Linked DNA regions of Mus musculus: region 1 is linked to region 2. Evidence: chromatin contacts called from public Hi-C data. All regions are on one chromosome and are shown on one strand. Each heading gives the region's core, a stretch centred on a gene start, on an enhancer-like site or on the middle of the called end of the contact. The rest is flanking DNA. Distances are from core to core; before and after follow the strand shown. Region 1 overlaps Agbl4 (ATP/GTP binding protein-like 4). Region 2 has its middle 72 kb from the start of Dmrta2os.

What was found. Hi-C and Micro-C count contacts between places; a contact is called where the count stands out from the background.
Region 1: a contact with region 2 is called in a Hi-C map of the N1E-115 cell line, with 16 times the contacts expected there. The contact joins two enhancer-like sites. A contact is called at or near these places in 1 of 484 Hi-C or Micro-C datasets (the N1E-115 cell line) and 1 of 115 datasets of contacts at active chromatin or transcription factors (stem cell-derived neural progenitor cells).

What each region holds. Positions count from the first base shown.
Region 1 is chr4:111,474,567-111,479,871 of GRCm38.p6, forward strand. All of the region lies in intron 6 of Agbl4 (ATP/GTP binding protein-like 4), which reads left to right. Among named protein-coding and RNA genes, the nearest start is that of Bend5, 62 kb to the left of the region's middle. Within about 2 kb of position 2,430, at least 15 of the 459 cell types and tissues checked have an H3K27ac peak or open chromatin away from gene starts, as enhancers often do. A contact at or near this core is called in the N1E-115 cell line, where this site is marked.
Region 2 is chr4:110,048,708-110,054,213 of GRCm38.p6, forward strand. No RefSeq gene overlaps it. Among named protein-coding and RNA genes, the nearest start is that of Dmrta2os, 72 kb to the left of the region's middle. Within about 2 kb of position 2,379, at least 75 of the 459 cell types and tissues checked have an H3K27ac peak or open chromatin away from gene starts, as enhancers often do. A contact at or near this core is called in the N1E-115 cell line, where this site is marked.

The DNA of each region.
Region 1 (5,305 bases), core at 1,180-3,679, 1.4 Mb after region 2:
CTGCTGCTCAGCTGTGATCCAGTCACCGCAATGACATCTGTCCTAACATGCTGGGTTAAACAGCCAGTTGTGCAGGGACCTGAGCAAGCTCGGTGCACTGAAGAGGCTGCTCAGATCCTAGGAAATACTGCCGCCCAGGCAGGCCCTATGTAAGGATGGGCACAGGGTCTTACAGCTCACATTTCCGCAAGCCCTTGACATGGTTGAGGCTCCTGATGCTAGGGAGCCCTCCAGTGTTGTCCTCATCTAGCTCATATGCAGACTACCAGAGCTTGGTCTCTAGAAAAACCTTGTTCTTCTCATCCTGGGCCCCTTAGGCTCCAGTCTCTCCTAAGCAGAGCTGGGGGCTGATCAGCTGACACTAGGACCCAGCCAACCCTCACTCTCTCCAACCTTTCCATGATGAATGAATCCCCTGAAGCCCCAGCTGCTGTCCAGAACATTCGAACGTTCTTCCACAGTCCTCCTGTTTGCAGCATGGCTGTCTCTGAGAGTTGCTTGCCCTCCTTCAGTACCCTTACATGAGTATTCTTCCTGTGGGAAACACCTTGTCTGGAAATGCTGAGTCCCAGGCTGACCCAAGTGTGTCTTTTCTGGGACTTTGTGGATCTATCACTGCTCACTTTAGTGAATTCCATTTATGCTTTGGTGTTGTTGTTTGTTTGTCTTCTTGTTTTCTTGGAGACAGGGTCTTAACCATATAGTCCTGGCTGGCCTGGAACTAACAGAGCTCTGCCTGTCTCTGCCTCCTGAGCGCTGGGATAAAAGTCATGTGCCATCGCGCTGAGGTTTCTGTTTGGTTTTGCAGCTGTCCTGCCTACCAGACCAAGACAAGAACTTCTGAAGGACAGTCTACCTTGCTCAGTATGGTCCTTGACCCAGCACAAACCTGGAAAAAGGGCATCAGTGAGAATCAGTCCTGAGCTGCTGCGGTTTCCCAGTCACAGGGTACCCCGCACATCAAGCACTGGCAGCAGGCTCAGATGGGGCCAGGGAGATGGGGTAGGACAGGGCCTCCAGGGTGCTGCCACACCCCCTGGGGCTACTGTCTTGGTGCCTTTCTTGTGTGCTCCTGTTTTTAACCCCATTCATGGGGGCCACAGCCACGTAATTGGATTGAGCCGACACTGACAAGGTCAATTTGACAATTTCATTAATCTTTTATTAAACACGAGCCCTGAGCTCCAGCCAAGCTTGTCTGTGAGCTGTCCCCAGAACGTGCCTGGCATATTCCTGTCTCGTATGCTTCCGCCCGGCCAGACATGACTGTCCTGGTAATGCCAGCTGTGACAGAGTGCTTCCCGGGTGCTGGATCTGATGCAGAGGAAAGCTTTCAGTCTCTTGGGCCACCTGGTATGTGATTAGTGTGCCACATGATTATCAAGATGATGGTGGTGGTGGAGGTGACAATGATGAGGTCACAGTAACCCTGACAATTAGAAATCAAACCTTTTCCTTTGTTTGCTGAGAATGAGATTGAGCCTTGGAGAAAGGACTTTAAGGGTTCTTTCCTGGGGAGAATGAAGAGCAGGTAACAGTGGAACTAGCAAGCTAGAATGGACCAGAGTTTCAGAGGGAACAATGGAGATGTGTATGATAAGCAATGTGTCCGTCACATGATACACATACAACTGAAGTGTTAGAAGTGAAGGGACAGAGGAGGGAAGGGAAAAGACAGGGATCTGGAAAACTGATGTATATGATGCCTCTGTAAGAGCCTTGAGGAAGATAGTGGATGCCTTTGTGTGTGAGAGGAGGATCTTAGACATGAGCTCTCAGGATTCAGCGAGAAGAAGGAGAGACAGGAGAGCACTAAGAGGAGTCCAGGGTGACTGTGATGGAGAGAGAGAGGATGATGAGACTGGAAGACCAGGTGGAACCAGGGCTCAGGAGCCTTGGGAACACAGGAGGGTTTTCAGCAAGGATCTAGAAGCATCATTTGAAAGCACTTCTGGGTATGTTGTGGAGGACTGATTGGAGAGTGCTCGGCTTTTTCAGGCATTCTGGCAACAGGAAGTAAGGACTTTCTGAGAAACTGTGGGAGGGGGGGTGAGGGGTTAGAGCAGGGAGGAGAGGGACACAGGGCCCATGTGATTTCAGGCAAAGGAAAGGCTGTCTTTGGAGCTGGGCAGAGGGGAGGGAACAAGTTCCATACCAGGCCCAGACAATATAGTGAGTGAGTACCAGAGCTTCCTCAACCCGCACCCAGAGGAAGAGGCTGTTAGGATCAGCCCATTCATGGGCTGTGTGCAGATCTTAATTAGCGGGGGCAGGTAGTTTGTCAGATGAGACCCTTGCTGATACAGCCATGCCCAGTGCTTACCTCCAGAGCTGTAAGGAGACAGGCTGCCCTTAACACTATAGGTTAATGGCTCCCCTGGCAAGGAAAAGAGCCCAGGGACCCACTGACTCACAACATGGGAATTTACAGGCTCACCCTCAAGGACCTAAGAAGCCATTAATGCCCTTGGCCAGATTTCTGCAATGTCACTCAAGGCCTGAGCTACTCAGAAGACCTCAGCTCCCCTACTTTGCTGATACCTGCTTTCTGCTAAACTTGTTCTTCCCCAGGAGTAGACTACAGACATTGGCCATGGGCTAGGCACAAGTCAGACCCTGAACTACGGAGATGGGTTGCCAATGGTGGAACCCTGAGGACCGTCAGGTAGAGGTGAGCTGTGACGGCAGCCAGTGATACTCAGTGCTAGGAATAGAGCATGTCCCAAGGAGGAGAGATGGGTATTAGAATATGCACAGCGGCTCTATGGGCAGGCCAGAAGTGGTGAGCTTTGGACTTCTCTTGATGATCAGCTTTGTGTCATTACTGCCTTATTGTTGTTGTTATCTGGTTATATAAAAGTTGTCATGAGAATTGATAGAAACTGCCTTCTTCGTGTTTGAAACTACCTGGGGCAGAATCTAGGAAAGGGTTCTCCAGACTCCTTGCCTCCATATTGAAAGAGGGGAGCTGTGAAAAGTGAGTGGATGGAGTCATAGGAGTTCAATGCTTAAACCCAATCTGATTAGTCTCTCTGCTTCTGTAAAACAAACAAAAAACAGGCTCGCTGCTGCTGCCTCCATGCACAGACACACTGCAGCCTCTGCTATTGGCTGGCTTGTCTCTGTGTACCTGCCAGCCTCCTCCCTCATACCCACCCTCCCCGCTGTAACATGCCAACTGCTCCTGCACTTCCCAGGGTAGCCACAGGTAGTCCCCACCCTCAGACTTTGTTGGTATGGCTTTCTCTGCTTGGAGGGTCCATTTCATACAAGGGCCCCTTTGGTGGCATTGTCGGCTATGCTAGCAAGTCTTCTCTGGGAGAATTTAGGGTTCGGAGCCAGGCATAGGGCTGCTGAGTCTCAGGGAATTCTTCAGTGCCCTCCCCTTGACATGAAGCAGTCAACTGCCCCTACTGCATCCAGGGAGGCAGGCTTCTTTTCTTCAGTTCCCCTGATGCTTATAGGGCTCCTGTGGAGGAGATAAAGGGGCAGCCTCCCAGCCAGCTGACTTTGGGGACCTGAACTCTGGATTCCCTACTGAGGTTCTGTGCCACATTGGAGAGTTAGTTAATCTCAGTGCTTCTGGTTCTTCCTAGCTATATCAGGCGTCCTGATAGGAACTGCTTTGTTGCAGGAGCTAATCTGGTTGTCATTCAAAGGTCTTAGAAGAATGCCTGGCAGGGAGCAAGTGCTCACTAAGGGGCTAATCATTACCATTGCTTTTTAATTTGAAAATGACAAAGTGAAAGGTAAAAATACACAGGAGATAAAAAGAAAAAGCATCTTTCTCAATTGCCTTACAGGGGCTTCCCTGTGTTCTGTTCATCCCACTGATGTGTTGAACATCTATTGTGTACACACACTCATGAAGGCACACATACACAATCCTGCGAGCCTCTTCTGGGCTTGCTTTTCTTACTTATTAGCATACGCAAATGTCTTTGAAGCCCCACAGGAACTTTATCTGGCTTTGTAGTCACATGGCCTGCTACAGAATAGGCATTGTATGAAATCCTGTAGAAGTGGTGGGTGGGGGGTGGGGGGCAGGGGAGAAGCAGAAGTCAAACTGGCTTAGGGTAGCAGCTAGAGGTAAGTCCAAAGAGTCAACTACAGCCTAGCAGTTGTCACTGCTGAGAGGAAGGGCAACCATATACGAATGACCTCCTTGCTGCAGATGAGATATCTTCATTTAAGGTTTCTGGGCTAGAAATGTCATTTCCAAATGTGTCCATTAGTAGATTTGAAGATGAGGTCTTTGGGAGGTATGGGGTATTGGGAGGGGTCATGGGGCCTCATCATGTCACAGTGGCTTCCACAAGGCAGAGAGCCCTGAGCCAGTGATGAGTTCATACGTGTAATGAAGCAGTTCTGTCTCCACATAGGATGCTGTGTGTCGTGTTTTGGGGAAGCAGGAAGACCCTCACCACCACCTGGTGCTGTGCTCTTAGACTTTCCAGCCTCTGAATGTCATTTTTTTTAATGCGTTGCTTGTCTGAGGTGTTTGGTTCTATGAACACAAAGCACACCGAGACACCTTTCATTTTAGTGACAATACTTGAAGCCAGAGAGGGGCCCAGGCTCCCTGAAATCACTGAGCAGTCAGTGAGGGGAGAGCTGAACACAGCCAGGCTTTGGCTTTGGTACATGGGTAAAATGTGTTACCCTTCCCTTCTTCCCTCCCACAGTCCTCCTGCCTTGAGGTGTAACTCCTGGGTGGGGACAGCCTTTTGCCCTTGTTACCTTGTTCTGCACTTTCCAAAGCCTGAGTTTGTTGTAGAGCCTGGAGCAGCTGCTTCCAGATGGGTAGGAGGCAGAAGGGAGCAGGACATGACCAATGAGGAAGGTTACTAGAACAAGAGGGACTCTTTTTCCTTTGTTGCTCCTAGTGGATTTTGCCTCTTGGATTCCACCGTATTTTGCTTTGGTTTGGAAGCTTTGCTCCTTCATTCCCTCAACATGCATGCAGACATACACCGAAGCATATACAATCTACTCAACATGCATGCACACATACACCGAAGCATATACAATCTACTGCAAAAAGGGAAGTAAGCACGACACTGGCCAAGTGGATTATGCTGGGTCTCATTGTGGCAGACTAAAGCATTTTCTCTATTAGAAAACAATCCTTTCTAAACCCTCCCCACGAGTCTTCTGCCATCGTCACTGCACCCTGGGCCATTTGTGTGTACAGTGTCCTCTGCTCTTTTTACCTTGTCTCAGAATCCCAGGGCTCCTCCTGATCCATCCATTCCTCCCACCCATGTAATCGGCTCATCCAAGTACCTCATGCAACCATCCTCCA
Region 2 (5,506 bases), core at 1,129-3,628:
AAGGATGATGGAGTTCATTTGCTCCTCTGCTCCTCTTGCCCAGGGAACCTCTCTTTGAGGCTGACGGTGGCTTGCCTACCTCTGGTCCTCTGCTGTGGATTGAAATCCATGACTCTGGTGTGGTTCATTTGGTCTGACCTTCTGAGACTTTATTCTGGGCCTTTGGCTTTCAAAGGATAAATATTCCTTCTTGGCTTTTTGGGAGGAAAGGGTGTTGGGTCTCAGGCTGTAGCCTAGGCTTCCAGCTACCAGCATTCTTTTTGACTCAATGTCCTGAGTGGTTGGGACACAGTGGTGTGAAGCACAACACATGCATCTTAGTGGGTTTGAGGAGTGGTTCTCTACCCATCTCTGGAACTAGTAACTCCAAACCAAATAGCAAGTGATGTGGCCTTAGAGCAGAACTTAATGAATTCATGGGTAGAGGCAATTCTCTGTCTCCTGGCAGGCATTAGTTGCCTGCAGTTCTTTGTCTAGGGCTGGAGTCCTGTAGAACTTTCCATGTTAATGGATATTGCCACTGTTCCAGTCTGTCTATACAGCTATGTCTAGGAGACATTGTTCCACAGCATACTGCCTGGTATCTTTCCACCCCCTCTTCCTAGATGTTCCCTGAGCAGTAGATATGCGAGCTTTGATGGAGATGCATCTGTTGGGGGCTGGGATCCCCACGATCTGTTGACCTCTGCGTTGCATCCATTTGTGGGTTTCCAAGATGGTCTCCATTTGCTATTCCGAGAGTACCTGGGATGAGCTAGAAGGAGGAAGATGTGTGTGTGTGTGTGTGTGTGTGTGTGTGTGTGTGTGTAACTGACATAGTTCTAATAACATTAAAAACATAATAAAAGAAAGAATTTGTGAGAAGGCAAAGTGTGGTGAACGGCTGCCCTAGGGGCCCCTTCCCCATCCCATCTCACCTCTGCCTGGCCAGCATCCCCAGAAACAACTGTTCTGCCTTCCTCTCCCAGGGTGGAGGTGTTCCTACCCTCTTGGTGATGTGCCTGCACTTGCTGCAAGGGGGTGGCCTTCCAACAGGACTACCTGGCACCTTGAATCCTGAGTCCTACAATGGTAGGCCTGGATGCTCACTACTGAAGCCAAGTTGCCAAGTCAGTATCTGGCACACAGAGGGCATAGCAGCAGATATTTTGTGCTCATCTCAATTAAAGACACAGTCGAAAGCATCTTGCGTTCCTCCCTCCACTCTAAATACTTTGCACGCATCAGCCCAGAGAGTCTCCAGGACTCTGGGGTCTTGGGGTCTAACAACTGGGGTCTTGGTAGCATCCCAGCCTATTGTGACAAGTAAAAGCAGGGATTCAGAAGGCTTGTACCTTCGTCTTTGTGTGACTTACTTCTTGTGTGGCATTTCTGTTCCTCACTGTTACCTGGTAACTACCTACTTCATAGAATGGCTATGTAGTTAATTAATTCGCAGGCACTAAGTGTCTGTGAATTATCTATTATCAGCTTAACTTATAGCAGCAAAAGTTGAGACAGAATTTTAGTAATTTGATGAAACTCAAAGAATCTAAGAGAGACAAAGTTGGTACTCAGAGCCAGATAGTTGGACTCCTGGGGTCTTGCTTGTTAATCTCAACACTGCTGAGCTTGCTAAAACCTACGTGAAGACCTGGCTTTTTCTAGGAAGCTCTGCAGGGCTCTCTCTTCCTTTGAAAAACGAAGCTGAAAAGATTGTTAGGTTTCTTTTCGTCCTGCTGCTCTCTAAGGAGATTTTTCTCCATGTAAATACAGAGCGTGGCTCTCTAACCTGTGGGCTGGATCCACAGGGGGTCTCTCAGGCCTAGGGGCTGGTCCCCGGTGTAGTGACTCATTTTGCCGGTAGAGGTCAGTCATGGCCACGGTTGAAGTATTTGATAAGCACGAGGAACATAGGCCACACTGGGGGAGTCAAAGACCCTTGGAGGTGATATGCCCATAGACTAGACCAAGGTCAAGGTCATCCAGGGGGTTCCGGGCTATGAGGCAAAGACCTTTCATTTTTCTTCCCTTGTTTCTGGAGCATACACTCTTAAGAGGGCAGTTTGAAGGGCGCTAGAAATCATGAGATCCAGGGCTCTGGGAGGGTGTGGATGCCAGTGTCCTACACATGCTACACATGCTTTGAGATCTTCGGGTGTTTGTCACCATCTTTAGCCGCAGCACTGGTCCTCTGAAGGGGTCTGGCTGAACGACACATTTTGCAGTTGTGGGGAAGATACCTCTTTTGTCACTGTCTGCCCTGGTTCACAGGCGGCCAGGGGGTGGTCCCAGCCCCTGTGCGAGGCAGGGGCCAGGGAGGAGCATGTCAGGGTCCATTCCCGGAGCGTTTGGGGCCAGCTGGAAGCTCAGAGCTCGATGACCTGCAGGGGGCGCTGCTGCACTGCGCGAGGCTTCCCTGCGTGTCCTCCCAAGGACAGAGGGCGGACGGCGGTCGGCGGCGGTCGGCGCAGGGCAGTGGCCCAGCGAACTCAGGCCGCGCCCACACTCACGCTGCGGGCCGAGGTCGGCGACACGGTCTGAGGAATCGAGGGACAGGGCACGCTGTCCGACACCCTGGCTGGCCTTTAACCGATCTCCAATTGTTTCGACCGGTGCGGGAACGCAGAGGGGGTGGGGGCCGAGCTAGCGCTGGTAGTCTGGGCTTCACCTGTGACCTTGAGAGGTCATGGTCCCTCCTGGCCTTTTATTTCTTTCTCCTGCGACGGGAATTCTTGAAGGTGCCTATGAGATAGATACTGCACGTGAAAATGCTTCAGGAAATGCAAAGCCCAAGCAGGAAGGCTTTCATTGAGTGATTGTCATCCCTGCCTCGCCCAATCCATCCGCTCAGTTGCAACCATTTTAGCCGTTTTTTCACCCTTGTTTTCTGTTTTTTTTTTTTTCCCTACATACTTCAAAATAACATGCTTAGACTGCTATTTCCTAATTTACCAACATTAAACATTATCTATTGTCTTCCTGCTGGAGTAAGTAAGGAATTAGCTGCTCTGCAGGCCCAGCCTACCCAGGGTATCTGGTGCACTATTATTAGGTAACTCAATGATCAGCATTTCTAGCAAGAAAATGTAGCTTTTTGTCTTCCCCAAAGCTCTATCAGAATTACTCCACAACAACCCTGCCAGGGTTTACAAAGTCTCCCCCTTTATAGGAAGGGGTTCCCCTCCCGGCAGTCCCGTGGGTTTCTTCCGGACTTTTTTCTTGTGTCCTTGATTTTTGGTTCTCTCTCTGGGCCCCTTCCCCCCTCCCTGCCGCCTCCACCCCCTGGTTCCGCAGTGGGGCAGGAGCCGGGAATTCTAGTCTGTGGATTTATTTGTCTTCTGCCTGGATGATTGATGGTTGAAATCATTCCCCTGCAGGACAGGATGCTCTGCCCGGCTCTCCTCTTGCACACTTAGAGCTGAGGCAGAGAGGCTGCGTGCCTTCAGAGTCATGTTCCCTTTTGTGTATAACCTCTCTTGACACCCGAGGACATCATTTATGTTCGGAATTGGACAATGCATATAGTTTGATGGCTTCTGTCATTATGTGTCTGGTCCTGAGTGGCCCCTCTTCAATATAAATACACACACGTCTCCTTCAGTTCTGTGAGACTTTTTTTTTTTCCTTTCATAATCTTTCTGCTTGCTTCCTGAAGCTCCCAAGTCTGTCTCTGGCCTCTAGGATTGATCTCTTGGCTTCCTTTGTCTTCCGTTTCCCTTCACCTTGGCTTTCAATGTCTACTCCAATTTATCCCTTGAATTTTTGTCCTAGTGACTTCTGACTATCACATCCCAGTTTTCTAAGAACTCTGATTATTTTGTTCTTCTCAACCCCATCCAACACCGTCACAGCCTCTTTATCTTTCTGGAGATGTTCCTGATTCTCCCTCCGTCTTCTCCACTTTCCCAGTTGTGTGTTTGGTTTATGGAATTCTGCCTGGCTTTGTGCCCCTTCTCATGCTGGAGCATCTCTAATCTGTAGCAGTTCTTGGCATTTTTTTAAAAAGAAGTTTATATTTAAGTGTGTGTGTGTGTGTGAGTGAGTGAGTACATGTGTGTGTGTATACACATGCATGATTGAAGTCAGAGGTGTTGCATTTCCCAAGAGCTGGAGTTACAGGCAGTTGAGAGTCACCCAGTGTGAGTGCTTGGAACAGGACTTGGATCCTTAGCAAGCGCAGTCAGTATGCATTCTTAACCACTGGACCATTTGAGCCTTCTCTCCAGTCCCTGTCCTTGGCTTTTGTCCATAGTTAAGGACAAGGGTGCAAAACTTGACTGGCATTGGATGGTGTGTGACATCAGGCAGGGTCGATTCTCATTCGCTAAACCAGGAAGGGGCTGGCCTTCTTGTTAGGAGGATGCTTAAATATCAGGAAGAACTCTTCATCGAGCTAGCCTCCCTCCCTAGACAGAGTCTTGTTCTGTTGCCCAGACTGGCCTCAAATTTGCCCCCAACCTCACCTCCCAGAACAAGGGAAGGTCTCTTTGGGACTGCTCCATTTCTCCAGCAGGGGGAGGATGGGTGTGGCTGTGAAGCAGATTTTAGAACCTATCTACCTTGGTATAAATCACAGTTCTGTCCTAGCTTATTATCTCTCTAATTCACAATCAAGCCTCTCTCTGTGCTTCAGCTTCCTTTCTGTAAACCACTGCAGGGGCTGGAGAGATGGCTTAGCATCACTCACCTGCAGTTCTGGCCGAGGACCAGAGTTTTGTTCCCAGCACCTACCTGGGGCTGCTCACAGCTGCTTATAACTTTACCTTTAGGAGATTTGGGGCTCCCTCCTGGACTCTGAGTACTGCACACATTTGGTGCACCTACATGCATACATACAAATAAAAATAAAATAAGATCTTAAAAACAAAAGAAAACCCAGGGTTGGAGAGATGACTCTGCCGTTAAGAGCACTGGCTGATCGTCCGGTAGGCCTGGGCTCAACTCCCAGGACCTACATGACAGTTCACAACCATCTGTAAGTACATTTCCAGGAGATCTGATGCTCTGTTTTGGTCTCTGTGGGCACCAGGCACACACGTGGTGCATACACATTCATGTAGGCAAAACACCTTTCCACATTAAAAAGCCAAATGACAACACAACAACAAAACTGTTCCAGATGCTGTTGAGTTTGTGCTGCACATGCTCTTTGATCTATGTTGGGGTTACATTCCAATAACACATCGTAAAATGAAAATATTGAAAGAGAAATGGCTTATTTATCTAGGTTACAGAACATAATTTTTAAACATGGTACACAATGTCAGGTGTGAGCATATTTTTGGATTTTATTTTATATTTTTAAAAAGTGTGTGTGTGTGTGTGTGTAGTGCATGTGTGTGCAGGTACCCATGTATGCCAGAAGAAGACATCAGATCCCCTGGAGCTGAAGTTACAAGCAGTTGTGAGTAGCTCAACGTAAGTGTCAGGAACTAAAGTCTGGTCCCCTGCAAGAGCAATATATTCTTTTAACTGTGAAGTCATCTCTCCAGGCCTTTACTGTGTGGATATTATCACACATGCA